Regions from separate parts of the Zea mays genome. Here region 2 is linked to region 1. A link is a contact called in public Hi-C data. All regions are on one chromosome and are shown on one strand. The core of a region is the stretch at or near the end of the contact, and the rest is flanking DNA. Distances in the headings are between cores, read along the strand shown.

Region 1 (6,803 bases), core at 4,035-6,534:
ATCGTGGAGCCACAACCGATGGATCTTACATCAAGGGCTACGATTAGATCAGTGAACCGGTACAACACCTCGGCCATCGGATCGTTGATCTACAGTGCCGATTATATCACCGAAAGGGTATCCCTAGGATTTAATCTAAGTCGTACGCGTGAGATCAAACGGCCATGCGCATACCACACTATCATCTATCCGGAGCCGTCGATCACAAGATCAACGCCCCGGCGCATTCTCTTCCTCACGCCGCTACCAGGCGGCGGTGGCGCCAGCCATTATGGCGAGGCCTCGCCGGAGAAACACTATTCCAACGCGCTGGAGCCCTGATCCCTACCTTGCAAGGCTCTACACGTAGCTAACATAAAGGCGAATGACACGACGACATTCTCACCGTGCAGATTTTAGTTGAACTCCCTGGTGTCGTCGTTGGGCAGGTTCGCGGCCGAGCGGGACGACGGCGAGGAATTGTTTGCACGACGATGACTCCCCGCACTACCCACTGCCACCAACGCACCCTCGATGCTGTGGCGAAGGTTCCGAGCAAAACTCCAAGACCAAGGTGACGGCGCAACGCATGGTTGTCAATGGCGGATTTGTTGCGTGCCTTCCCGGATCTCGCGTTGCCACTGAGGGTGCTCATGTTTGACTCCCCTAGAACAGATAGATGCGGGAGGTGCTCGCTGTTGCGGCGATCGACTTTATAAGCGCGAGCAGGGCGATCCCAACAGAATCCCGAAGCTCACGGCGAGCAGCATGCAACTGCCCAAGAAAGAGGAAGCCCCTGGTAACGCGGGCCCACCCGTCAGCGAAAGCGGGACCAGTGGCGCGGTGATGCGGCTGGCGCGTGCGGCCGAGTGACTGGACAGTGGGGCCCGCCCAACAGCGACACCACAGCGCGGGCGCGCGGACGGCTGTGAGAGCGAGGAAAATTTGAAAGTGGGCCGCGCAGGTGGAAAAGGGCATAAGGAGAAGATGGGTCGCGCGGAAGGAAATCGGCCTAGGCACCTAGTTTGATCATTTCCTTCTCTTTTCTATTTTAATTTCTTTCACATTTTTAAATTTCTATTTCAAATTCCCACCATTCAACTCAAATTCTAATTCCTATTTTAAATTCAGATTTCCCCATATCAAATATGATCCAATCATGAATATAAAAATTACTATTTTCATATTATTTTTTATTCTCCTTCCCATTATATAATTCTAGTAATAAATGATTTAATCACAATTTCTTTCCTCATTTTCTCTTTTATGTTTTCATTTAAAATTTTCAGGTCAGATTTAAATTATGATACCTCATTTTAATAGGGTGTATCACCACATGATCTATTTAGTGGCTATTTAACTAGATTGACATTATTAATTGATTATGAATATGAAAGGTCCTAGTAAATTCTCTAAGGGCTTCTTTCTTTTTTAAAAAAAATCTTAGAAATACTATCATAAATATATCTATTTATTTTATTATTCATTTCTTTTTCTACCAATTTTGGGCTTTACAAATCCTACCCCCTTACCAGAAATCTCGTCCTCGAGATTTGTAAGAAAAATGATGTATACCCATATTGTCTCAGAACATATACACAAAAAAGAAACTCAACATGATGCATAACTTATTAGCAAAACATATGGTCAAATAGACCTTATTATTACTCCTAAGATAGTAAAATACTAGCTACTAACTAAAGTAATATTTAGGTCTTTACAAATACTACTTAAATATATATCTATATCTATATTTATGTTTATATATGCTCTAATCTTGCTGCTCGTTGACTTCTTCACCAACTTCTTCATCTTCAATCAGTACTTCTTGGTTGTCAGGTTCACCAGGTTTAGCTTCTACTTTTGCATGGTTGGCTTGCACCCGGTTGACAGATAAGGGCTGACTCTTGCCTCCTGAGGCTTGACCATGTTTCATCGGAGCTGGAGTAGTGTAAGCGGCCCTGTTGGGACAGTAGTTGGCGTAGTGTCCAGACTGTCCACACTTGAAGCATGATCTCTTGGTGGATGTATTAGGAGCAACAAGTCCTGCTGGGGTGCAAGCACATGAATTATTGGGTAGTTTTGCAAGGGAAATTAATTGGTAGGTAGAACAGATAGGCTAGTAGCTGGTTATGAACTGAAGATTCTTTGGCAGGGCTTGATCTGTTGTTTTATGTCAGGATTGGGATAACTAGTCGTATAAGGTGAATGTCCAAAGGTAAGATAGAATCTGTCAAGATGAGATAGATATGTGATACTAGTTGTATTCTAATGGAGAGATAATATAGGTTGTCTAACTATTTTATAAACATTTTTTGCCTATGTGTATGCAGATGCAATTGTGGACATTACTCCACAACTCATCACACTCAATCAAAGATCCAAATCAGACAAGTATCATAAGAACAAACATTTAAGTACATAGATACCTATAAAAAATAGTTTTTTTGTTCCTAAGATTAGGTCTCCTATTCCTAAAAGTCACTTTAGGTACAAGATTTCAAAGTGTGAAATCCAATTTTGTCTTTAGAGTGAAAAGGTAAGAGTAATCAGAGTAAAGCAGCAGTGGATGACAAAAGATTAAGGAAAGTTTAGAAAGAATCAGAGTAGCAAAGGTAAGTAAGTAAGGGTTATCTAGTTCTATATAGGTTTTGTTCTACAGTCAGCATTCCTCTGATACCACTTCTATCACACCCGGGTTTCGAGGGCACCAAGACCCGGACGCGAACTTAATCATCAGGTGTGCTAGGACCAAGTCTTACTCATATGATGACTCATGGTACAAAAATGAATGTCACGCCATTATTATATAACGGAGTTCTGTACAAAATAAATAAATAATTACATCATATGGAGACAATGATCTAGCAACCCAAAGTTGACTGGGAGGCGATGGCCTAGACCTCTCACGAACTCTTCACAACATCCTCCATGCGCCTCATCCTGCGGTACCTGTTCTTGACCTGTGGGGGTGTGAGACAGCAAGGGTGAGCTCACATATGTTTCTCGCTCAACAAGTTGTGGGGAATAATGTGCATGAACTCACCAAAGGTGAGAGCTCATGTGAAGTGTAAAGCATACCAAAGAGGATGGTTAAAGCTGAGCATTGCTTTTAAAGTTGGTCAAAATTTATTAGCAATTACTAAGTATAAGTAGATACCAACCCAAATAAGTAGTAGATCAAAATTGATAACAACACCCACAATGCAATGCATATGACAAATTAAGTTTAATTCAATAAGTTAATCATGTGAGTGTCTGAGCTGCTCATGACCGTGAGCACAGCTGATATACCAGTTTTACACTCTGCAGAGGTTGCACATCTTTACCCACAAGTCATGTTACACATCTGCCAAGGGGTCATGAATCTCATACACCTCTACCAAAGAGGCGAGGCAGGGTAACACTACGAGGCCTTTACAAAGTTCCACTAGCTTCAGAAAACCCTCTACAATTTCTAGGAAGCTCCAATGCAGGATCCATCGCTTGACCGCCATCGCAACAAAATCAACCCAAGGACCTCACTACACTGACCACTCCCCTACTGCCCTTGCCCCTTTCGGGTAAGGTAGTCCTCCACTAGCTGTCCTAATTAGTCAGCCAAGGGCACTGTTTTTCCGGGTGGTTCTCCATGTTCCAATTAACAATATGATCTTATCATGAACAATAATTAAACAACAACATAATTGGAACATGATTGTAATGAAACATTAGTTTTCCAAAACAAGGTAGAGCAATAGGAAATCTACCCAATAATTCATCTATCTGCAAGGTGAGGGATAAACAATGCTAGGGAAACCTATTAGGTCCCATCAAATTAACTTGAGCATGTCACATTGATTAATAGTGAATATTATTAGGGAAAAAGGAGTGGTCAAGGACACAACTTGCCTGGGACTCGAGATTACAAATACCAACTTGCTCTTCAAGTGACTCGTGACCTCGCACTAGTCGTAGCAATACAAACAAACATCGTATAGGCAAAATTAACATCACACCAAACATAAGCACATGATACATAATAATAATCTACGCGTCGCCACGAGATCATAGGTTCGAGAATCACTAAATTTGGAGCTACGGTTATAAAGTTATGATTTTCTAAAGATTTAGGAGTCAGGTACAAAAGATATTAAGTACATAATTTTAATTTAGATTTTATAACAAAATAAAGCTACCAGGGGATAAACAATATTTTTATGGATCTAATGCAATTGGAATGGATCAATTTAGAGTTAAAATGAATTAAATATGAATTAAACAAGTTTCAAGATTTATTTTTATACTAAAATCCTATTTTCCTTATTTAATCCTGAATTTCCTATGGGTTCTGGACTGCGCTCACAATTTTCCAGAAGCCTAGGGTCTAACTCATAAAGTTCTGGGCCGATCTGTAATACTAACAGCATTAGGGTGGACAGCGGGTTTATTTTTCAGAAAACGGAGGGCTCTTTTGCAAAACCACCTAGCCGAAGGGGTATCTTGGAGCCACAGCCGATGGATCTTGCATCAAGGGCTACGATTAGATCAACAAACCGGTACAACACCTCGGCCATCGGATCGTTGATCTACGGTGCCGATTATACCACCGAAAGGGTATCCCTGGGATTTAATCTAAGCCGCACGCGTGAGATCAAACGGCCACGCGCATACCACACTATCATCTATGTGGAGCTGTCGATAACAAGATCAACGCCCCGGCACATTCTCTTCCTCACGCCGCTACCAGGCGGCGGCGCCGCCAGCCATTATGGCGAGGCCTCGCCGGAGAAACACTATTTTGACACGCCAGAGCCCCAATCCCTACCCCGCAAGGCTCTACACGTAGCTGACATAAAGGCAAATGACACAACGATGTTCTCACCGTGCAGATTTCAGTCGAACTCCCTGGTGTCGTCGTTGGGCGGGTTCGCGGCCGAGCGGGACGACGACGAGGAATTGTTGGCGCGGCGATGACTCCCCGCACTACCCACTGCCACCAACGCACCCCGATGCTGTGGCGAAGGTTCCGAGCAAAACTCCATGACCAAGGTGACGACGCAACGCCCGGTCGTCAATGGAGGATTCGTTGTGCGCCTTCCCGGATCTCGCGTTGCCACTGAGGGTGCTCGTGTTTGACTACCCTAGAACAGGCAGATGCGGGAGGTGCTCGCTGATGCGGCGGTCGACTTTATAAGGGCGAGCAGGGTGATCCCAACGGAATCCCGAAGCTCACGGCGAGCAGCGCGCAACAGCCCAAGGAAGAGGAAGCCCCCTGGTGACGCGGGCCCACCCGTCAGCGAAAGCGGGACCAGTGGCGTGGTGATGCGGCTGGCGCATGCGGCCGAGTGATTGGTCAGTGGGGCCCGCCCGACAGCGACACCACAGCGCGGACGCGCGGACGGCTGCGAGAGCGGGGAAAATTTGGAAGTGGGCCGCGCGGGTGGAAAAGAGGATAAGGAGATGGGCCGCGCGGAAGGAAATCGGCCCAGGCACCTAGTTTGATCATTTTCTTCTCTTTTCTATTTTAATTTCTTTCACATTTTCAAATTTCTATTTCAAATTCCCACCATTCAACTCAAATTCTAATTCCTATTTTAAATTCAGATTTCCCCATATCAAATATGATCCAATCATGAATATAAACATTACTATTTCCATATTATTATTTATTTTCCTTCCCATTATATAATTCTAGTAATAAATGATTTAATCACAATTTATTTCCTCATTTTCTCTTTTATGTTTTCATTTAAAATTTTGAGGTCAGATTTAAATTATGATACCTCATTTTAATAGGGTGTATCACCACATTATTTATTTAGTGGCTATTTAACTAGATTGACATTACTAATTGATTATGAATAGGAAAGGTCCTAGTAAATTCTCCAAGGGCTTCTTTCTTTTTTTAAAAAAATCTTAGAAATACTATCATAAATATATCTATTTATTTTATTATTCATTTCTTTTTCTACCAATTTTGGGCTTTACACTCCTGTACATAAGACCTGAAGAACGTGGGTGTCAAAAATAATGCAACAAATTATGGGTGTAGATCTTTGTTCTAACTTCAGATATTCACACCACCATGATTACGCTGTACTATTCGCACTTCTGTTTTACTTGAAGTCATATGAAACCTTCCAATTCTTTTCGACAAATCAAGATGGCACCACAGCTACCAAATTATGCAAAGTAGCACTGCCAGCAGATGGAACTGTATCTTGCTTTTGGGCTAGAAGGTTGGCCATTGGAGGTCACACTGGAGGACTAATTTCTGATACTCTCCAAGCGCCCATATAGGAAATATGTTGCGATAAGCCATGTAACACAAGGGGCCATTTTTCAAGAAACTTCCGATCATTTCCTACAGAACAATAAAGAAACTGTTAGTAGCAACAATAGATCTTATCTTAGGATGAAGGCGATTTAAGTCATTTTATTTTAAAAACAGTTTGAAGTCATCCTGTGTATACTTTCCAATAATTATGTGGGAACAACTCAGGTTTTCTGCAGTCCAGAACCATTCAGAGAGGTATTCTTCTATCTAAGTTCCTGTGAGGGTACTTTGAAGGTCAAAACCTATCGTCGTTTCTCAAGCAAAAGGTCGCTCACATCTATTGATGGAACATCTTTATTGCTTCATTATGCTTAACATCTTTATTGTAACAGGGAATGTCAGGATTAAAAAGTGCATTGTATAATACAGAGCACACTTAGGAAGTTAGGAGTCACCTCCTGTGGGAAGTCGCCATTGCTGAGCTGCATACTCATGATAAGCCGTGCAGCTTTGTGAAGTGGAGTGGGATCTCTTTCCGCCTGGAACTTAGAAGAAAAGTTTGAAA
Region 2 (6,515 bases), core at 3,219-5,718, 580 kb before region 1:
CCTTGTCTTGATTATGTGAGCGGCATCATCTCATTGTACTGTGTGGCAAGAGGGCAACCGGTGGAAAAAATGTGCTTTAGTCCCTTTTAGCACCCCTTTGAGGGACTAGAAACTAAAGCTAATTAGTCACTATTTTAGTCCTTTCGTTTGACAAAAAAAGACTAAATAGGACTAAAAACCAGAGACTAATCATTAGTCCCTCTAATTAAACGGGACCTTAGTACCTATTAGCAAAATCAAATGGCTAATGGACAAACAATTTCTCAACCCTTCGGCTAACAATTAACCAACTTATTAGACAGACTGTTCGGAGTACAAGTGCTAAAATTTGCCAGAAAATTGTTTGCCTAGTGGATCCAAACATGCCCTAACTCGTAAACTTACTAGCATTTAGTTACTTCTAGTCCCTAAGCTACCAGTATAACTAAATGAGCTTTCCTAAATAAAATTTTAGAGACCAAAGTTTAGAAGGGTGACTAAAGAAATCAAGCATCACTCACTAGGCCTCTTCCACGTCCAAAAAGTTTGTTTGATGATTGGTTGTCTGCTAAACAACAACTGCTTTGTGTATGAACGGTGGTCCCAGACCCACACTCACATCGCGCTGGCTAGGCTCCGGGGAAACGCCAAAAAGTTTGCATCACGTACTTTCCTGGGTGAGGTCGTAGCGCTTTTGCACCTAAGCTGGCCAATGGCTACTCCATGCAACAACCAATCATACTTTCCTGCATCTCGCCGACCTGGACGGCCAAAAGCCATGCAACCGATCGACCCCTATAGTTTGCTCAGGACGAGGTGGCTACTTCCCGGTCTATCCTCGCAGATGCTTTAGGGCGTGTTTGCGACGCTGCCCAGCAGCCTGACTGCGCTCCCGATCTGCAATTGGGCATGTTTGCGTGTCTGGCCTGCTTACGAGCACGGTCGTGTGTGCGCAAAAGCGACGGCTCCGTCTAGCTCCCTGGAAACGGTGCTGGAGTTCGTTTTTTTGGGCTCGGCTGCTCGTGGTATGCTCGTGGTGCAAGCCATGAAAATTTCACGTGATGGCAGGTGACTGAGGGGGTGGCAAACAACATCTAGGCCAAACCGGGCTCATTTCGCATATGAACACAAACACGGTGAGTTGCAGCTGGAGAAGCAGGCCAGGCCTGATCATGTTGAACGGGTCGAGCGGTACAGAATCACAAACACGCCCTAAGGGTCTGCATCCCTCATTGCTCGCCAGCGGGAGCAAGCCGCCACTCATGCGTGAGAGCAAGAGTAGGTGGAGGCAGATATTGCCCTCGAGCGCTAGCTTGATGAGGTCGAGTGCCACCTTATGCTCTTCAACGGCTTATTGTCTTATTTGACATCTCATCTTATATTTTAAATTTCACTCTATTAACTATATAATCTAAATATAAAACAATATTTTGTATGACCATATGTACGATATGCTAGCGACAACTTTATGGGTAATTAGTACGATGACTTTGTCACCGTCCACAACATCAACCTAAATGGCTTCTCTCACGAACCTTCATCGCCAACCTTCATGTCTAGACCAGGGGTGGATGCAAGGGAGGGGGCAAAGTGGGTCATGGCCCCCCTCAATTTCTATGCCCTTTATACCTAATGTTTTATTTACTATTATGTATATCAAAAATTGAAGTTTTGGATAGGTTTAAAAACATGTTTTCGAAAAGATTGACATTCGATAATGTGTGCACTACTTTGATATTCGGCCATGAAGAACTTAGCAATATGTTTGCTTCTTTTGTTCATATAATTTTCTTCTTTGAACTTGTATGGTGTTGATAGATATGAAACTTGAATACCATGCAACAATAGTTTTTTACCATCTCGCTTGATTTTGTAATGTGATTTTTGCACCCCCATTTTTTTTGGTCCTGTGTCTGCCACTGGTCTAGACCGTCGATGTTTAAAACATTTGTTCCCTTGTCTATGTCGTTCTTGACCTAACTTAGACCCCCTACTCCCGCTGGCATAGCAAATGTTGTTGACTTTTCAACATTACGCCCTCAACAACCACGTTTTTTGCTGACACCACCTCCTCACTGCCCCTCCTAGCACTGGATAGACAATGTGGTGATGTCATGGGTCCTCGGCACCCTCACTATTGAGCATCCGGATGTTGTGTGCGAGTGGGGGCACTGCTCGTGAGGTATGGATTGCCATTAAGGCTAAGTTTCTCATCAACTGTTTAGCCCAAGCTCTTCAACTTGACCCCAGCTTTCGCCACTTAGTTCAGGGTGATCTCTCTGTCATTGACTACTACTACCGGACGAAGGCACGACGAACTCCCTCCATGACCTTTGGTGAGCCCCCAGCTTTCGCCACTTTGTTCAGGGTGATCTCTCTGTCATTGACTACTACTACCGGACGAAGGCACGACGAACTCCCTCCATGACCTTTGGTGAGCCCATCGTGGATTGCACAATCATCTTAACATTGTACATGGTCTAATTTGTCGTCGTTGTGACTACATCGAGAAAAGCCCCATAGATTAATTTTATAAGAACAAACATAAACAATCAGTTTTGTTTGCCACAGAACAAAACAAATGTGATTGCGCTCGTGCTCAATCTCACGGATTGATGACTGTCAACACCGTTTTTTTCGATCCCATTATGCTTATGTTCAGCATGAGAGACATTTGTGATAACATGATAGACTAGAACGTCACAAGACGTTCCAAGGCGGTCAGTGAGAAGAACATAGCAAGATCATTCAAATAAAGCAGTGCCCTCTAAGGCTATCTCCAACAGCTATCATATCTTGTCATCTATCTCATCTCTTATTTGAAACTTCACTCTGTAAAATAGTGTAATCTACAGTGCAAATCCTCTATTTGACTCAATCTGCTACAGTCAGCCTAAGTGATGGAGCAGAGAACCAATGTTTGAATATGGTCTTGTATCCACACGCTGAATACGGAGGTTAACGCACCCCCATGACCATGAGGAAGAGCATTAGCGATAGATGACACCGCCATGGAAGCTCTCATATAAGTTAATGCCCAATCTCATGCTCCCTAATGTTGTCGATGTTGGAGGGCATAGAATTGAATATAGAATTGAATCGAGTTCAATACCAAATCAACTATGGTGTTGAAGATACAATTCCAATTTTATTGCTTGGATGTCACTGTAATGAAGTTTGGAATTGGGTGGCCTAATTCCACGTGATACAGAGGGATGATGATCTGTATTGGGGGAAGGGAGTTTATAGTCACAGTCCAATACCACGAAATTGGCTCTCTAGTTCCAAATCTCAATTTCCGTATGCAACCAAATAATAAAATTTAGGGAAGCTAATTTCCAATTCCTGATTTCTGTGCACCAATATCTACATCCAAACGGTGTGTAAGAGGAGCAAGGATGATATATATAGTCGATTGCTATCTATAAGGATCTTTAGAACTTCTTAGTCCACCTGTATAATAATTAGCTCTTCGTTATTAATGTATACTTGTATCTCTAACAAGGTTTCTTTTTTGGTTTTCATGTCTATAATAGTTAGCTCTTCATTATTAATGTATGACCTACTTCTTAGTCCCGTTCTCTCTTCCTTCCAACTCACTCAGCATTTAGCTTACTTATGGTCTGTTATTATATACTCGCTCTAACGAGCTAAAACATTGCAAAAAGGGGCCACCAGCTCCGCGTGTCATCCCATTGCCTCCCACTCTGTTCTCGGTTGGCCTCCTTACCCCCATCGTGCTGAAGACTGTGGCAGCAAGAACCAGGTCGCCCACGCCGTGACTGAGAAGGCCGATCGATCTGGCACTCGTGCCGACGCAGCGAGTGCAGGCCGGATCATAAGTCTTTGAGTTTGCATGTTTGCAGCGCGATGAAGCACTTTATTACCAGCAAAAAGGAACCATTATTATTTTTATTATTATGATCCCAGGTACTCGATCGAAGTGGCTACGAAATTAAGGGACAAGAGTAAGAAGCGTCGTGCATGTGGCCAACACAATTCACCCAGATTCCATTCCACGCCCAGCGATCTGAGGACGCGGCGCAGGAGCAGAGCAGAGCGGGCAGAGCAACACGGAAACGAAGAGCCCAGCCAGACCAACACGCGGACGCGGTCGATCGTCTCGTCCAGCGCAATGCAATCCCACCACCACATCGGACCGGCACCGGCTCCCTCCATGGACGCGAAGCAAAAAACCACGGCGCACGACAAACGGGAAATGTCCGTACCTGCTACGGGTGGGGAAAGCCGGCGAGGTGCGGCGATCCGAGAAGCCACCACCGGCCGGGAACCCGGGGGAAACGCATGCGATGCGATGAAGCGGCGCAGGATCTGTGCGCGCGGCGGGGACGGGGGGCTGGGGGAGCGAGTGGAGGTGGAGGAGCGCGGGCGTTCGTGGGACTGGGAACCAGGTAATTGCCGCAATGGAGAAGTGTTTCTTTGTTTCTTTCTTTCTTTCTGCATGCGTGGCCTCTGCTTTGCGTTCGGCGGAGAAGACGGGGAGGAGACCCTCTTCTTTCTTCCCCCCACACACACAGACACACGCACGCACTTGTTCCGCAGCCTCAATCACCGTAGCCCGTAGATTCACTCTCGTAGACGTATTCTGCGCCGGCGCGCACGTTGACAACTCTCTGTTGCTTTGGTTCCCGCTCTGTTCACAAACCGTGGTCGTAGACGTGTCAGCCTGGGTGAGCTAGGACTCAGGGCCGGTCCTGAGATTTCAGGGACCCGGGACGAAACCAAAAATTGAGGCCTTTAAAGCTTCATCTATAATTTTTACTTTCTTCTAAGTACATCGACAAATTTTTATATGATAAAAAACTCAAATATATCAAAATAAATTCAAATATGTTTACATATTACCTCAAAATTTTCTTCTAACATTTCTTATGTGAAGTCGTTGATAATAGTGTTGCTATCAACCTTGTCCAATAATTTCTTCTTAATACATAAAGTGGTCAATCCGTTGAGCCGTTCTTGAGACATTGTTGACCTTAAATAGTTCTTCAACAATTTCAACTTTGAAAAGCTTCTCTCAGCTGATGCAACAGTTACAGGCACAGTAAATAATATCTGGTAAGCGATTGAAATATTTGGATACGAATCCATTTTCCGAATATACTCAAAGATCTCCATAGCGACTTCAATGTTGTCGAGCTTAATAAAACCCCAAATATACTCTTGAATGTCTGGAGTTCTTCAAATCTATTTTTCAGTGAGCTGTTTGCCATATCAACAACAACTAAGAAATAGTTAACTTCAAAGGCCTTCTCAGCTTGCACAATTCCAAAGAACGTAGCAACTTTCTCACAAGATTTAGCCATGTCATAAAGTGTAAGATTAAGACTATGACAAGCACATGGCATATATAAAGCTCTTGGATTAACATCAAGTAATCGCCCTTGCACTCCCTGACGTATATACACTGTATGTATAGCTGGGTGGGGCCCCTGGAATTTTGGGGCCCGGTGCGGCCGCTCCGGTTGCCCGCCCTCAGGACCGGCCCAGGACTAGTCACAAGTTAGATAAAAAAAAGAACATATATATAGTTTAAATTAGTGAATATTGGACTGCTAGTTAGCTAATAAGTACTAACTGGTTAAAGAAATTTCTAAAAATACCGTAGTCGTAGACGTGTCAGCCCGCCCGTTTTTTTTATAAAAATCGCTTTGATCAAAACCATCTAAAATCAACGTGAACATAAAATTATGACCCGTTGAGGAAACAGGAAACAGTTACTTTCTACGTCCTAAACTAAACACGACCCTTTTTATCTTGTTCCCACGTGATACTTAGGGTGCGTTTGGTTGAGAAGTGGAGAAGAATGGAGCGGCGCTATTCTAGTTTTTTTGGATGTTTGGTTTCTAACAAAAAAGGAGTGAAGTTTTATATGAAAATTTACCATAAATAATTGGAGTGCTCCCGCTCCAACAAAATGATTGGATGCGAGGGCTCTCTCGGATGCGAGCGCTCTTCTTCCTTTTCTCTCCTCTACACTCATATGTCTCTCCAACCAAACAAAGAACGGAGTGGCTCCGCCCTATTTTACTCTTCAACCAAACAAAAAAATAGGGCGACTCTGTTTTATGTTTGTCAAACAAAAAATAGAACGAATCCATTATAAAAAACTAGAATGGAACCGTTCTATTTTAATTGACTCTCCAACCAAACGTACCGTTAGATTCTCTTACCAACCACATTCTTAGAAAATTTCCTTAAAAAAAGCTTAACCTAACAGCCTAACGATGACTTGGCCCGGCCCATCCAGTAGAAGACTAGAAGAGGACGGTGGGAAAGAGGGGTCCAAGAAGCAGGGCACGGCACCAGACGCGCCCATGGACCCCACCGGCGTCGACGGCGATTCCGCGGCGGCGAGGGGGAGCGGAGGCGGAGGCGGAGGGGGGACAGGGGCCGGCCGGTGGGCGGTTGGCGCGGTGTGTGGGGGGCTGGTCTACTACCACTGCGCGGTACGGCGAGCCAGCGCGGTGTCCCTTGCAGCAGACGTGCTCCTCGTCCTCCTCTGCTCGCTCTCC

The links. A called contact is a pair of places that touch in the nucleus more often than the background predicts.
Region 2: a contact with region 1 is called in a Hi-C map of tassel, with 3 times the contacts expected there. The contact joins the promoter of LOC100274871 here to the enhancer-like site in region 1. A contact is called at or near these places in 2 of 25 Hi-C or Micro-C datasets (ear and tassel).

Annotation. Positions count from the first base shown.
Region 1 is chr10:67,269,857-67,276,659 of Zm-B73-REFERENCE-NAM-5.0, reverse strand. LOC100382158 reads right to left here. Exons shown (of 17, transcript NM_001174918.1): 16 at 6,694-6,777; 17 at 5,985-6,325. The coding sequence ends at 6,194. Among protein-coding and RNA genes, the nearest start is that of LOC100382158, 13 kb to the right of the region's middle. Within about 2 kb of position 5,284, at least 20 of the 20 cell types and tissues checked have an H3K27ac peak or open chromatin away from gene starts, as enhancers often do. A contact at or near this core is called in ear and tassel, where this site is marked.
Region 2 is chr10:67,854,172-67,860,686 of Zm-B73-REFERENCE-NAM-5.0, reverse strand. LOC100274871 reads right to left here and starts at 4,468. Exons shown (of 11, transcript XM_034059575.1): 1 at 4,209-4,468. LOC100382184 reads left to right here and starts at 6,292. Exons shown (of 4, transcript NM_001174943.1): 1 at 6,292-6,515. The coding sequence starts at 6,318.